Regions from separate parts of the Mus musculus genome. Here regions 2, 3 and 4 are each linked to region 1. The links are chromatin contacts, called in public Hi-C and HiChIP or PLAC-seq maps. All regions are on one chromosome and are shown on one strand. The core of a region is the stretch at or near the end of the contact, and the rest is flanking DNA. Distances in the headings are between cores, read along the strand shown.

Region 1 (3,194 bases), core at 206-2,705:
GAATGAATTGTGTCATAAAATATACATGTACCTTATTAAAAATGTTATACATGTATATGTGTCTCTAACAGGGTATCCTAAACATTTCTCTAAATCTGACTTCAATTTTAAGACATAGCTGGAGAGTTGCATAGTTAGAATACCATTGGGAAAGTTGCAGCCTCAGACTTTGCAAAATAGTGAGAATTTTCAGTTTGTCATTTTGCCTCCACCCCCCCACCATCACATACGAAGTATAAAATAAAGGAATGGCCCGCTGTAACTGCCAACAATTTCTGCGAACAGTCTCTCCTTATGTTCTGTATTAGCATGAAAATTAAGCAACAGAGCAACCATCTGAGGGAGGGCCTTCCCTTCAGCCCTAGCTGGAAAAGGACGCCAGCCACAGCACCACAGCAGGCATTGTTCACAGGGAAAGCTGAGTCCTGGTTGGAAGAGAGAGCCTGTTTGCCGGACACTGTAGAATGCCTCTCTACTCCCAGGATTTCTGGAATGACCTGAGCATGGCTACTAGGGAAAACATGTAGCCTATGAAGGGAAGACCTGTTTTTAGTCAACCCTATTTTTATTTTAGAGTTTGGAGTTAGGAGCTGCACGGCCATGTTTAGGAAATGCTGCCTCATGCCTGCCCACTTCAGAGCGCATTCCTCTGAGATGGCTAATTCTCTGCCTGACCCTCAGCCTCCATGGCTGGAACATGAAGTGAACTGCAGCACTCAGGAGTTAGTGAACGTTTAAATAGAAGCAGAGCGCCTGGGTCTAACCCCCCAGCCCAGGCAGGGTCTAACCCCAAGGCAGATTACCCTCTGCCTGTGAACTACCATTTCTGCTTCTTGGATCTAGCTGAAAGCACTGTTAAACTTCTCTGGTCTGTGTTTGCCCCTACATCAAATAGACACCATTCCAATAGGGCACATTTAACAGAAAGAGTGTGAAAAATAGGGGTTTGCTATAGGAAAGATGGTGTGGTAACTTGAAAATAGACCAAGCCAAGAGAGATGCCTGTGTAAAACCAAAGACAAGGCTTTCTTTGGTTAACAATGATAACACGGAAAGAAAAAGAAAAAAGAAAAAAGCCTTTTCTTTCTTTCCTTTTTATTGACAAATCTAAACTTAAGTGAATATTCTCATCAGTGATTAATGCCTGCACTAATCACTAATGAGGAAATTGGACCTCTTTCCCTTCCTTTGACTAAACCATCATGTGTGGAAAATGTTCCTTAAAATAAAGGAACCCCATTGGCACAGATGGACAGAGGGAGACCAGGCCATGTACCCCCCCCACATTACTCTGGCTTCCCTACCCCAACCCCTGACATTTTAGATTCAATTAAAAGAAAAACCCAAAAGTATTTTGCCAAACACTTTTTCCGTTAATTTTTAAACCCATCTGTATTCGCAAGGAAATTCAATCCACATGTTTCTGATTCATTTACACGTAAATCATCCAAATGTTGTTTTGCAAGAGCCCCTTTGCAGTCCAAAAGCTCCTGGAGTCCTTTCCTAAACCCTCATAAGCCTTTCTTTCTTTCTTAGAAACAGGAAGTCATCTTTTGCCAAATGCAGCCTGACTTAAGCCCCCCACCCCCGCCACCCAAGACTTGGGATCAGTTGGAAAAGCAGTGCCCTTAAGAGCTGAGAGAGCCCTAGACTTCATTGAACTTGGGTGAGGGGGGGGGGGGGCTTAGTATTTAAACCCTGGGCCTTAACTTGAGAGTTCCAGATGCTGCAGCCTCTTGTACAAGGATTGGCAGCTGGGGGGGGGGGGGAGTCCCTCAGTGTGCTGGCTCAGTATCACTTTGGGTCCCTAAGCATGTGCCGGGTGGATCCTCTACCCTTTAATAGATAGCAGGAAGTAAAGCCTAAATAGCAGGAAGGTGAAGCTTGTAGTTAATGAAGCTAGTCTCTCCTCCTTTCTATTAAATAAATAAATAAATAAATAAATAAATAAATAAATAAATAAAAGTAAATAAAAAATACTATGTTGCTGGTGGACGGGCAGTCTCTGTCCTGCCCAGGACAGCTCAGGGAGTGTCCATATGATCTAAAGTAAAGCAGAAAGCTGACAAATCTGCTGTTTTAGCCCATGTATTCTTAGATGTGTCCATTGTAACCTAGATGGACACTTACCCTCTGGGCCCTAGGAAAACATCCTATGAGGGTCACATGAATTAAAAAAAAATTAAAATAGTGTTTTGTTACTCAAATAATTTCTTAGGTTGGTTAGATTTAAGCATCTTCATAGGTTTCCATTAAAGTTCCCCACCAAATTCACTGGTGTGCTGGTACACTTCTTTTTTGGTAGTTATAAACCCCATACCCTTGAGAGACTCAGCTGGCACTTGAGTGAGCAGTGTCCTGGACAGGAAATGGGGCATGCCTTCTGCAAAGGGCTTGTAGCATCCCCTGGGATGGTGGCTCAACGAGGTTTCTGAATTCTTTGAAGAGAATTTAGAGTTGTAGAAGTTTTCAAACATGATTTCCCTGGCTTATAAATGTTTGCAAATAGGTGGTGTTAGTATCAAATATACTTAAGGGGCACTATGGGATGAGCATGGCTGGTCCCCACTCTGTAAACAGTTCACAGAACATAAGTCTAACACAAGATCTATTACCCTCTAAGCAAGGCCCACAGTTACTTACTTACACGTTTTTGTAAAGGGTTACTGCACCCTACACTTTTCTTACACAACAAAATGCTAGCCATCTGTGGCCTGAGTCTAGGCACCTCAAAGGAGGCCCTCCCAATAAAGAAACCTCACTGCATGACTACATGGCAATACTGGGTCTAGAAGCTGTTTTCCTATCTGTGCTGCAATCTGAAAATTAATTATGTGGGTGAGAGGGATGGGTATCGGAGGCTTGGAATGTCCCAAAACTGCTGCTGGAATGCTGACTTGCTTAAGTAGAGCAGGGGCTGATTCCCATGAGACATCACATTCCCAAGGCTGCGTCCCAAGACATCATCACAAGACCACAGTGGCCCTGCCATGGTCCCCAGTGCTGGGTGACCATGTTTTCTGAAGGGAACCCCAAAATACACATGCTGAAAGGCAATTTAATCCATCTCCAAGGTTCCCCATTTTGATAAGAACTAAGACATTGGTTGAAAGCTTCGTAGAGTTGGGAGAGATTAAGGATGTAATGTTTCCCCAAACTATAGGTATCATGGACTCATCAGGTGTGGAGTGAGG
Region 2 (3,194 bases), core at 212-2,711, 420 kb after region 1:
TGTCTGTAAGTATTCTTTAATACTCTGTAACTCTAAACACAGGACAAAAACACAGCAAGTGCCAGGCCCTGACCTTCAGCACATAGTACCTAGGTCAGATTTAATTACCCCACTCTAATATATATATGGAGGGGTGTGTATTTATACATATGTGTGGAGCCAGTATGTGTTTATATTTTCATGGTCACATATGTGTGGCTGCACATGTATGGTGGTGCATGTGTGCATGTGTGTGCGCATGAATGTGGTAGTCCAGAGTTGAAGGCAAATGTCTTCTTCAATCAATCCCCCCTTACTTACGGAGGCAGGGTCTCTCTTTAACCCTAAAGGTCTCCAATTCTGGCTAGTCTCACTAGCCAACTTGCCAAGGGGATCTTTACGTCCCGGGTTCTGGAATTACTGGCAGCCAGTCCTCTTGCCTGGCTGATCCACTGGATCATATCTACAGTCTCTAAGTTATTCCCTCTGGGTACCTTCTACTTATGCAAGGGAAAAGGTTTACATTTGTGATTGTAACATTATTGAGATCTCTTTACTTCCATTTACATAAACAGAGATAAACACAAATGAGATAAATAAGGGGGTGTGGGCCTGGAGGTCCATCCCATATACAATCACCAAACCCAGACACTATTGTGGAAGCCAACAAGAGCTTGCTGATAGGAGCCTGATATAGCTGTCTGCTGTGAGGCTTTGCCAGTGCCTGACAAATACAGAAGTGGATGCTCACAGTCATCCATTGGACGGAGCACAGGGTCCTCAATGAAGGAGCTTGAGAAAGTACCCAAGGAGCTGAAGTGTTTTGCAGCCTCATAGAAGGAGCAACAATATGAATTAACCAGTACCCCCAGAGCTCCCTGGGATTAAACCACCAATCAAAGAAAACACATGGTGGGACTCATGGCCCTAGTTGCATATGTAGCAGAGGATGGCCTGGTCGGTCATCAATGGGAGGATAGGCCCTTGGTCCTGTAAAGGCTCTATGCCCCAGTATAGGGGAATGCCAGGGCCAGGAAGCAGGAGTGGGTGGGTTGGTGAGCAGGGGGAGGGGGGAGGGGGAGAGGATGTTTTGGGAGAGGAAACCAGGAAAGGGGATAACATTTGAAATTTAAATAAAGAAAATATCTAATTTAAAAAAAAATAAGGGGGTGTGGGGCAGAGGGAGGGGCAGGCTGACAGAGTAAACAGTAATGGGTCCAGAGTGGTCCAGAGAAAAATTTCTCGTAAGAACACTGAAACACTTTCAATCAGAAAATATCAGCTTAAAGGCTACCCTAATCCCTACCTTAAAGCTTACCCTAATCATTTTACACATAAGGAAACCAGGGCCTGGGGGTCAGCAGGAATCACCCAGTCCACAGTATGAAATGGTAGACACAAACTTAATCTAAAACTTCGTTCTCCACCTCCATTACCTCTAACCTTACTTAATTTGTAGGTCTTTCCAAGTCTGTGTGTGTTAGAATTGCTTAAATGTATCTGCTTTAAGAATCCAAGAACAACGGATGCACCCACAAAGGCAGTTGGAAAACTGAACAAACTGCAGGACCATGGTGACATCTAGTGGTAATCTTTGGTAGTGCACCTGTCTAGAAGACCTTTGATTTAATCAGGCTTACCATGAAAGCAGAAATATTCTTTTGTACACTGTTCCCTAGTTTGAGTTTGTCTGCTATGGTTATGAGATATACTTGAACAGTAATCCCACATATAGGATTATATGCTGAAGAATATATATATATATATATATATATATATATATATATATATTCAAATCATAGCAAAAGGCACATGACAAAGGCTTGTCATGGCACTGGTTATATTGAGTGTTTGGTTACAGTGGTCCTGACCACCAAGATTCCATCTTAGAAAGCTGCTGTGAATTCTCTTCTAATTAATAAGGGATTCATGGAGTAACAATGTTCGAGTTTGCAAAGCTGATGTTTTTGCTTGAAACCTCAATGAAGTAACAGTTGCAAAATAGTAACCTAATGCTGTCATTTTTTACTCTAATTTTACTCATTAGGATTTTAACATAAAAAGGGAACCTTCCCTATACTCCCATTTTTTATTAATTAATTCTTACATCATCCAGAGTCTTAGATTTCATGAGCTGACTCAGGTATAGATGACATCATCTGTATCTGAAGTGTCAGACGTAGATTACAGTTCTACATTAATTACAGAGTATATCTAAAGCTTCCTAATTTGCTGCAGTGGAGATTGGACTAGGGTGCCATGCATGTGAGGCTATTGCTCTGCCTCTGAGCCACAAAGCGAGCCCTCTGAACCTTTACACAACCTGTATCCAGGCCGAGCCCTTGCCTTAACCCCAACTATCACGCTTAATTTTGAATAAAGGAAGTGTAGTGTGAACCAGAGAAATGTCCTGAAATATAACCCTGCCTATCCAAAAAAAAGAAAGAAAAAAAGAAAAAAGGGAAAGAAAGAAAGAGAGAGAGAGAGAAAATAAGAGAGAGAGAGAGAGAGAGAGAGAAAGGAAGGAAGGAAGGAAGGAAGGAAGGAAGAAAGAAAGAAAGAAAGAAAGAAAGAAAGAAAGAAAGAAAGAAAGAAAGAAAGAAAGAAAGAAAGAAAATGGAGTTTCAATTGGGAAGTTGTCTATTGGCACTGGGGTTTTTTTTTTTTTTCCATTTTTTATTAGGTATTTAGCTCATTTACATTTCCAATGCTATAACAAAAGTCCCCCTTACCCACCCACCCCCACTCCCCTACCCACCCACTCCCCCCCTTTGGCCCTGGCGTTCCCCTGTACCGGGGCACACAAAGTCTGCGTGTCCAATGGGCCTCTCTTTCCAGTGATGGCCGACTAGGCCATCTTTTGATACATATGCAGCTAGAGTCAAGAGCTCAGGGGTACTGGTTAGTTCATAATGTTGTTCCACCTATAGGGTTGAAGATCCCTTTAGCTCCTTGGGTACTTTCTCTAGCTCCTCCATTGGGAGCCCTGTGATCCATCCATTAGCTGACTGTGAGCATCCACTTCTGTGTTTGCTAGGCCCCGGCATAGTCTCACAAGAGACAGCTACATCTGGGTCCTTTCGATAAAATCTTGCTAGTATATGCAATGGTGTCAGCGTTTGGATGCTGATTATGGGGTGGATCCCTGGATATGGCAGTCTCTACATGGTCCATCCTTTCATCTCAGCTCCAAACTTTGTTTCTGTAACTCCTTC
Region 3 (3,194 bases), core at 499-2,998, 320 kb after region 1:
GAGCCAAGTACTCAAGTATAGGAACGTAAGGGGCTCATTCTCTTTCAGATACTGCGGTCCCCTACCCTCAGGACAAAAAGCACAATTCTGTCTTATGTATTCTATTTCAAGCCAACTTCCAAGTTTCCAAGCCAAAGTCACACTGCTTGATGTCTTTGAGAAACACATTCTCATAAAGAAATGATTGAAATTACAAAAATAACTGTAAACATGAATGTTTCCTATTTCACTATATATATGAACAATAAAGTGTTTACTATCTACAAGTATTACTAAAAGTGAAAAAAAACAGCATTTTAAACAACAGCAAAATAATGTACTATCCAAAATAATATGGGCTACATAGAGACATGGAAGAATAACTATAAATATATATATGCACATATATTACACATACATATATGCATATACAAAAATTTAAAACAAAGATTAGAATTATACTATCATAACTATTTTAAACATTTTATTTTAGTTTTAATTGCCTCTGTGTGTGTGTGTGTGTGTGTGTGTGTGTGTGTGTGTGTGTGTGTGTGTGTGTGTAAGCAATATGCCTTCCTAACCATTGAGCCATCCTTCCAGCCCCTTATAACTTCATTGAAATGTTAAAAATGAATGTATGGGTTGTTTTTCTATTTTCTTTTTTTTTCCTTTTTCTGTAACATGCTTTTAAAACTTTTTTCCTTGAGATTTAAAATTGATCCATAATGGTCATAGACCCATGCATTTTCATTTATCTTTATATATCAACATCTAGCCAATAAGCTGACCTAGAAGAAACAGTAACTTTTTTTTAACATGTAGATATATTTTTAATTTAAATCTGGTCATAAATTAAATCCAAGAGAGAGGGGTTGGAAAGCCGAATGCCAGATGGGCTCAGGGAAGGCCGCAGGCAGAAGGATGCAATTGTACAGACCCTCAGAGGTTCCTCACTATGGAAAAACACCACGGAAGGGCAGGGAGACAGAATGGAAGGCAGGTACTGAGTGTACTTGGGAAGAAAGAAAGAGTCTGTGTGGTGTGAAGAAGCACAAAAAGCTTGGAGGACAGGAGGGGTGGCTAGCGAGATGCTCCGAGCGCACTGAACAACTCCCCTGAGAATAAAGAGGGTCTAGAGAGCTTGTGGAGAACTGAAATTTCTGAAGACCAGCATGCACATCGTGGGCATGCACATCGTGGGCGTGGAACTGATAGCTGTGACCGGTGCGGCCCAAGGCCTACGGGAAAGTGATTAAGAATATGGGGGACAGAAAGAGGGCTGAAGCTGTAAGAATGGATAACAGGGTGCCACCGTTATAAATGACTACACAGTCTTCTCTAGGAACGTGTCCAGAATCCAGGCGGCCATACATCTGCTCTTAGGTAATCTAGACACTTGGGAGGAGGAGTAAGAAACTCTTTCCTTGCACCCAATCGCAACTGGCTTTATTATGCTAAACGCGCATGTGCACCCAACAATTAAAGCCCTTCGTTTCTAACATTTGTTTATTAGCAGTCCCAAATGTTTCCTGTGCTATATAAAGTTTACCTTTGACTTCAACCGGGGGGAAGTGACGGGTGGAGCCCTGAGAAGGGGAGGAGGGAGACTCAGTAGCTGCGGCTCCACGGCAAGAAAAACATCTCGTTTTTAAAATAATGCATTCAGTCCCGAAGCCCAAGCCTAAAAGGTCGCAAACTCGCGCGAAGCACCAGTGATTTAGGGCTCAGTTCAGCAATGCGTGGAATGTAAAAATACGCGGAAACCGCAACACAGCAGGGATGGCGCTGAGCCTCTGGCAGAAGTCGCCGGTTCCCACACAGGCCTTAAATCTGACCCAGCAATGAAACCTTTAAGATTTCTGTAAAAATAGAATAGTTGGGAAATCTTGGCCACTTTTAGTTAAAAGAAAAACAAAACGGCCATCTTTTCTGGGTGCAATTTGAAAATCTGCCACTATGCTCCCCTCTTGCAAGATATGTTAATGGTAAATTGGGGGAGGGTATTTTTCAATCATCAAACTACATTTTCCCCTTAGGGTTACTTGAACAACGCATTCTAAGATTCTCTGATGTTTGTAGATCTGGTTATGATCCATCAAGAGTCTTGAGAAAGTGTCCAGTCAAAAAACAATGTGTGTGGCAAAGGCTGACTACAAAATACTTACATAGCTATTATGGGACCGAATTATCTTCCACAATGCACACATTTAAGGAACAGGCTAAGCTTATCAGTCTCCCCAGGTCTACATCATATCCAGGACTCAAGTCCAAATCCTTCCAGTCTCGATATCCAGCCTCCTTCTCTCCCATCCACTTCACGGGAAGGAATTTCTCACATCTACTCAAAACAATTATATTTAGAAATCAAGACATACCACTGATGTCTTGGTAAGCACTTCACTGGATTTTCTAGACTGTTAGCCCAATGCTGGCTCAAACCAGGGCTGTGTTTTTAGTCTCTTATCTATGTAGTATTATACTCATTAAGTAGAAGCACTCCCATGCTTTATGTCGGAGCCCAGGTTAAATTATAGATGAATTCCATGGAAGCCTGATCCAGAGTCTGTCTCTTCCCTCCCTCCTTCCTCCTCCCTCCCTCCCCCTCCCTCCTCCCTGTAAGGCATCTATCTCACTAATATTTATTTTGGAATTGCCACCCACAGTATTATGACCCAGGCTTCTGTAAAAAATGTAACGTTCTCGATTAGCACTTGAAATGAGTCTATCCGGACAATGCGCGTTTTGCTCAATGCTTACAACCGAATTATCTCAAGAGGCCATCAAGAGCTCTCAGGTCCTTGTGTTAACTACGTCCTCCATTTAATCCAGCCCCACACAGGCAGAAGAGAAGGCAAGATCTAAACATTACACACAAAGTAAAAGGGAAAGAGCTCAGTCCCCGCCTCCTCTACCCCTCCACCCTCCCACATCTGCCCCTACTCCCAAACTAAATAAAGAGGCCAAGCATCAAAACCCAGACCTGAAAATTTCCAAAGTGGCGATCAACAAATCAGTGTCACGTGACACACGACACTCAGATGCAGTGCCCAAATCCGCACAAGCAGCCACACGGTAAACGGGAAGTGGGGTGTACCCGAACACGCCTTAGGAAGCTCTGCGCGCATTACCCTGCTTTATAGCCATCCCAGCCAATGCACACCACAGGAAAAGCTACTATGAGCTCAAACGCCAGAACCCCAGCTTTTCCTACCCTC
Region 4 (3,194 bases), core at 254-2,753, 280 kb after region 1:
TTTTTATGTTGATGCTATATATCTCAAAAAGTATATATTTCATCAAGTTGTTATAATTGTTTTTGGTTTGTTTTTGTTGTTGATGTTCTTTTTTTTATAATAAATTTATATTTCTTGCCAATTAATTATATTCCTGGTTTTCAGTTTCTTTGTATGTAGCTAAAAAGTTTCTTTTTAAAGACATCTGGGAACAGCATCAAGAGATGCTCTGTAAATATGGCTTTACACATTTCACACCGAAATTATTCTGCCTGTCTTTTTCGCTGTTGAAATGTAATCTCATAAGATTTACCTTCACTGGGGGTATATTAAGAGCCCTGCTGTTTCCTTAGATTTATTAGGGGTTGAGTGTGACCTATAAGAAGGCTCTGCTTGGTCTCCAGCACAGATACCAAATCGATGGATTACAGAGGTGGGGGAGGGGTCTTCGAGTCTCAGTGTTTTTCAGTTGAAAATGAAAATAAAAATTTTAGTCACAGCCATGGCAGTGATAATGGGAGATGCTATGGAAAGGGGAAAACAGGAAGAAATAAGTGGAAGTAGACACCAAAGAACTGAATGACTAGCCTCTAAACCATAACTGGAAAATGGTCCCCATCACATTGGTCCTAAGTGCTCTGGGGATGCTGTAGGTTTATAATAAGGATAAAACACCTCATGATGTATAACGTTGCCCACCATGGCCTCTGTGTCTGACTCTAGCTGGTCTTGGAAACCCAAGTTGAGAACTATGATCAGAAAGAAATTAAAAGGGAACAAATGACTTTTCCCCTTAGACACCAACCAGAACCATTAGCATGTTTACACGTGTCTAACTGCAAAAATCTCAAGCAGTAATCAGAGTATGGAGAAAAAGATCACTGGGGTGCAGTTTCTAAAGAAACAAGCAGAAAAGAGAAATACAAGTGCCGACTTCCCATCACCTTCGGCACTGGGAGAAAGGATTTCAGCATCCACTTTTTGAAGTGGAAGACAGGTGAGGTGAGGCATGGCGATCATCTATGTCTCATCCTCAGACCACTCCCCATACCTTAGCCAAACGTTCTGGCAGGTAGGAAGCAGGGAGAGAACAGACAGCAGGAAGCCTCTGAAATCCACCTCAGAGCAAAGAGAACACTGTCCTGTCTTTTTACTCTGGACCAAGTTGATGAGCTTCTGACAGTTTTCCACTGAGGAAAGACAAGTGGAAACCTTGAATAATATGAACAGATAGATGTGCAAACTGAGTTTTCTACAAGCTCAGTGAGAAAGCTCACGCAAGGCACTACTTGGGTATGACATCGGGTAGCTTTGCCCAAATTCACCAACTCAGCCATCTTGAAAGTTCTAATTCACAAAGTTTAGTGTACACACACACACAGACACACACAGATACACAGACACACAGACACACAGACACACACACAGACACACACACACACACACACACACACACTGAACATGCCTTGTGATTGACTGTACGAACATAGCCACAAGGGAGTGACTCAACCTGGGAGGAGTCTCCTGACATCGATGACTTCTCTTCTACTCTATTCCTCTGCGTTCCTTTTGAGTCAAGTTCCTGGAACTCTGTGCCTACCGTTTCCTCTGACTTTAGCATCAGTGATGATGGGAGTTTGATGCCTCAGAACAAGGAAGACTAAGCTGCACCCCTGTTTCCCATCTTGCCATTTGAAGTTACCTTCCGTAGACATTAATTTCTACTTTAAAAGTCTCAAATACACCATTACATTAAGAGATCCAATAAGGGGCTGCTCAAGTCACCAAGGTGAAAAATTTATGAGTGGCTTGTTTCATTAAACAAGAACTCTTCCCTCTTGTCAGTACGGAGTAATAAAAATTCCCCAGCTCATTCGGAAAATTCAAACTACTAATGCAGAAAATTCAAGGTTGCTTTTCCCATCATGGAAAATTTCACAACTAGAAAGCATGTTCCGTGGGTTTTGTTCCAGATGAACAATCTGAGAGCAGATAGAAACTTTGAAAGGCACACATTTGGCCCATAACAATACACATCCAGTGGGCTAAGACATCCTCTGAGAGACACCAGGACCCTCTCATTAGTAACATTAGGCTTTGTCCATTAAGGCATTGTACTGGCTAGTTTTGTGTCAACTTGACACGGCTGGGGTTATCACAGAGAAAGGAGCTTCAGTTGAGGAAATGCCTCCATGAGATCCAACTCTAAGGCATTTTCTCAATTAGTGATCAAGGGGGAAAGGCCCCTTGTAGGTGGGACCATCTCTGGACTGGTAGTCTTGAGTTCTATAAGAGAGCAGGCTGAGCAAGCCAGGGGAGGCAAGCTAGTAAGGAACATCCCTCCATGGCCTCTGCATCAGCTCCTGCTTCCTGACCTGCCTGAGTTCCAGTCCTGACTTCCTTTGGTGATGAACAGCAGCATGGAAGTGTAAGCCGAATAAACCCTTTCCTCCCCAACTGCTTCTTGGTCATGATGTTTGTGCAGGAATAGAGACCCTGACTAAGACAGGCATCTCTTAGTATCTTGGCCAACTTCTAAGAACACTTTCTCTTCTGTGTCAGTGTCAGCCTCATAATTGGCGGGACTCCAGCCACACAGTGTAGGACAGTGACTTTCCCAGATCTTCTGTCTTCCACTTCTCAATATCCCCTTGCTCTTGGAGTCTTATGATGCTACCACAAGATGACTAGAACCTAAGTATTAAGGGGCATCATCTTCCTGGTGTGATACTTTATTTAATAATAATCACACTGCAGGGAAAACCTTTGGGCAAAGGATCAGCAGCTCTAAACCTGGGGGATCCCTTGAGGTGTCTGCTTCCAAATTACATAGACACACAAATACCACAGGATTCTGTGACTATCCAACTCCCAACTCCTGTCTGCAACCCTGAGACTAGGAAATTAAGCCATCTCCTGTGCACGAATCCTTTTGACACTCCACTGGGTGTTGCTAAAAAAGCCCAGAGTAGGACGTTACACTGCCAGAATCTAACATGTGTTATTCTCTGTGAGCTCTGCTATACTCCTTAACCTCACTGACTTTCTTGCCAGGAGCTGGTCGGGACTCACTGGACAGTTAAAGAAAGAACCCAGCACCCTTCTTGGCTCCAGCGAGATGCACAGTAAAGCCTTAGGCCCTATCTATTTCCTATCCCAGAGTGTTCTGTACCACCCCACCTAGAGGTTAGGGCAGCCCTGATCCGAAACTATGA

What was found. Hi-C and Micro-C count contacts between places; a contact is called where the count stands out from the background. HiChIP or PLAC-seq counts read pairs in DNA pulled down with a chosen protein or histone mark.
Region 2: a Hi-C map of 3T3-L1-derived adipocytes shows a contact between it and region 1, with 8 times the contacts expected there. The contact joins the promoter of 4930597A21Rik here to the enhancer-like site in region 1. A contact is called at or near these places in 1 of 15 datasets of contacts at CTCF or cohesin (embryonic stem cells), 50 of 484 Hi-C or Micro-C datasets (3T3-L1-derived adipocytes, the Ba/F3 cell line, CD4 T cells and 33 more) and 6 of 115 datasets of contacts at active chromatin or transcription factors (CD4 single positive thymocytes, craniofacial prominence, double positive thymocytes and 3 more).
Region 3: a Hi-C map of ventricular fibroblasts shows a contact between it and region 1, with 3 times the contacts expected there. The contact joins two enhancer-like sites. A contact is called at or near these places in 4 of 39 promoter capture datasets (liver, pre-B cells and stem cell-derived epiblast-like cells), 1 of 484 Hi-C or Micro-C datasets (ventricular fibroblasts) and 4 of 115 datasets of contacts at active chromatin or transcription factors (embryonic basal ganglia, embryonic limb bud, fibro-adipogenic progenitors and 1 more).
Region 4: a contact with region 1 is called in an H3K27ac HiChIP or PLAC-seq map of the NIH/3T3 cell line, with 3 times the contacts expected there. The contact joins two enhancer-like sites. A contact is called at or near these places in 2 of 15 datasets of contacts at CTCF or cohesin (large pre-B cells and pro-B cells), 7 of 484 Hi-C or Micro-C datasets (the C2C12 cell line, embryonic stem cells, palatal mesenchyme and 2 more) and 3 of 115 datasets of contacts at active chromatin or transcription factors (the NIH/3T3 cell line, embryonic basal ganglia and fibro-adipogenic progenitors).

What each region holds. Positions count from the first base shown.
Region 1 is chr11:45,001,377-45,004,570 of GRCm38.p6, reverse strand. All of the region lies in intron 15 of Ebf1 (early B cell factor 1), which reads right to left. Among named protein-coding and RNA genes, the nearest start is that of Gm51859, 86 kb to the left of the region's middle. Within about 2 kb of position 1,455, at least 51 of the 459 cell types and tissues checked have an H3K27ac peak or open chromatin away from gene starts, as enhancers often do. A contact at or near this core is called in 3T3-L1-derived adipocytes, the NIH/3T3 cell line and embryonic fibroblasts, where this site is marked.
Region 2 is chr11:44,584,584-44,587,777 of GRCm38.p6, reverse strand. 4930597A21Rik (RIKEN cDNA 4930597A21 gene) reads right to left here and starts at 1,461. Exons shown (of 4, transcript NR_126460.1): 1 at 1,428-1,461; 2 at 301-476.
Region 3 is chr11:44,684,540-44,687,733 of GRCm38.p6, reverse strand. The region is part of intron 6 of Ebf1 (early B cell factor 1); the gene reads right to left. Among named protein-coding and RNA genes, the nearest start is that of Ebf1, 68 kb to the right of the region's middle. Within about 2 kb of position 1,748, at least 47 of the 459 cell types and tissues checked have an H3K27ac peak or open chromatin away from gene starts, as enhancers often do.
Region 4 is chr11:44,724,255-44,727,448 of GRCm38.p6, reverse strand. The region is part of intron 6 of Ebf1 (early B cell factor 1); the gene reads right to left. Among named protein-coding and RNA genes, the nearest start is that of Ebf1, 110 kb to the right of the region's middle. Within about 2 kb of position 1,503, at least 31 of the 459 cell types and tissues checked have an H3K27ac peak or open chromatin away from gene starts, as enhancers often do. A contact at or near this core is called in the NIH/3T3 cell line, where this site is marked.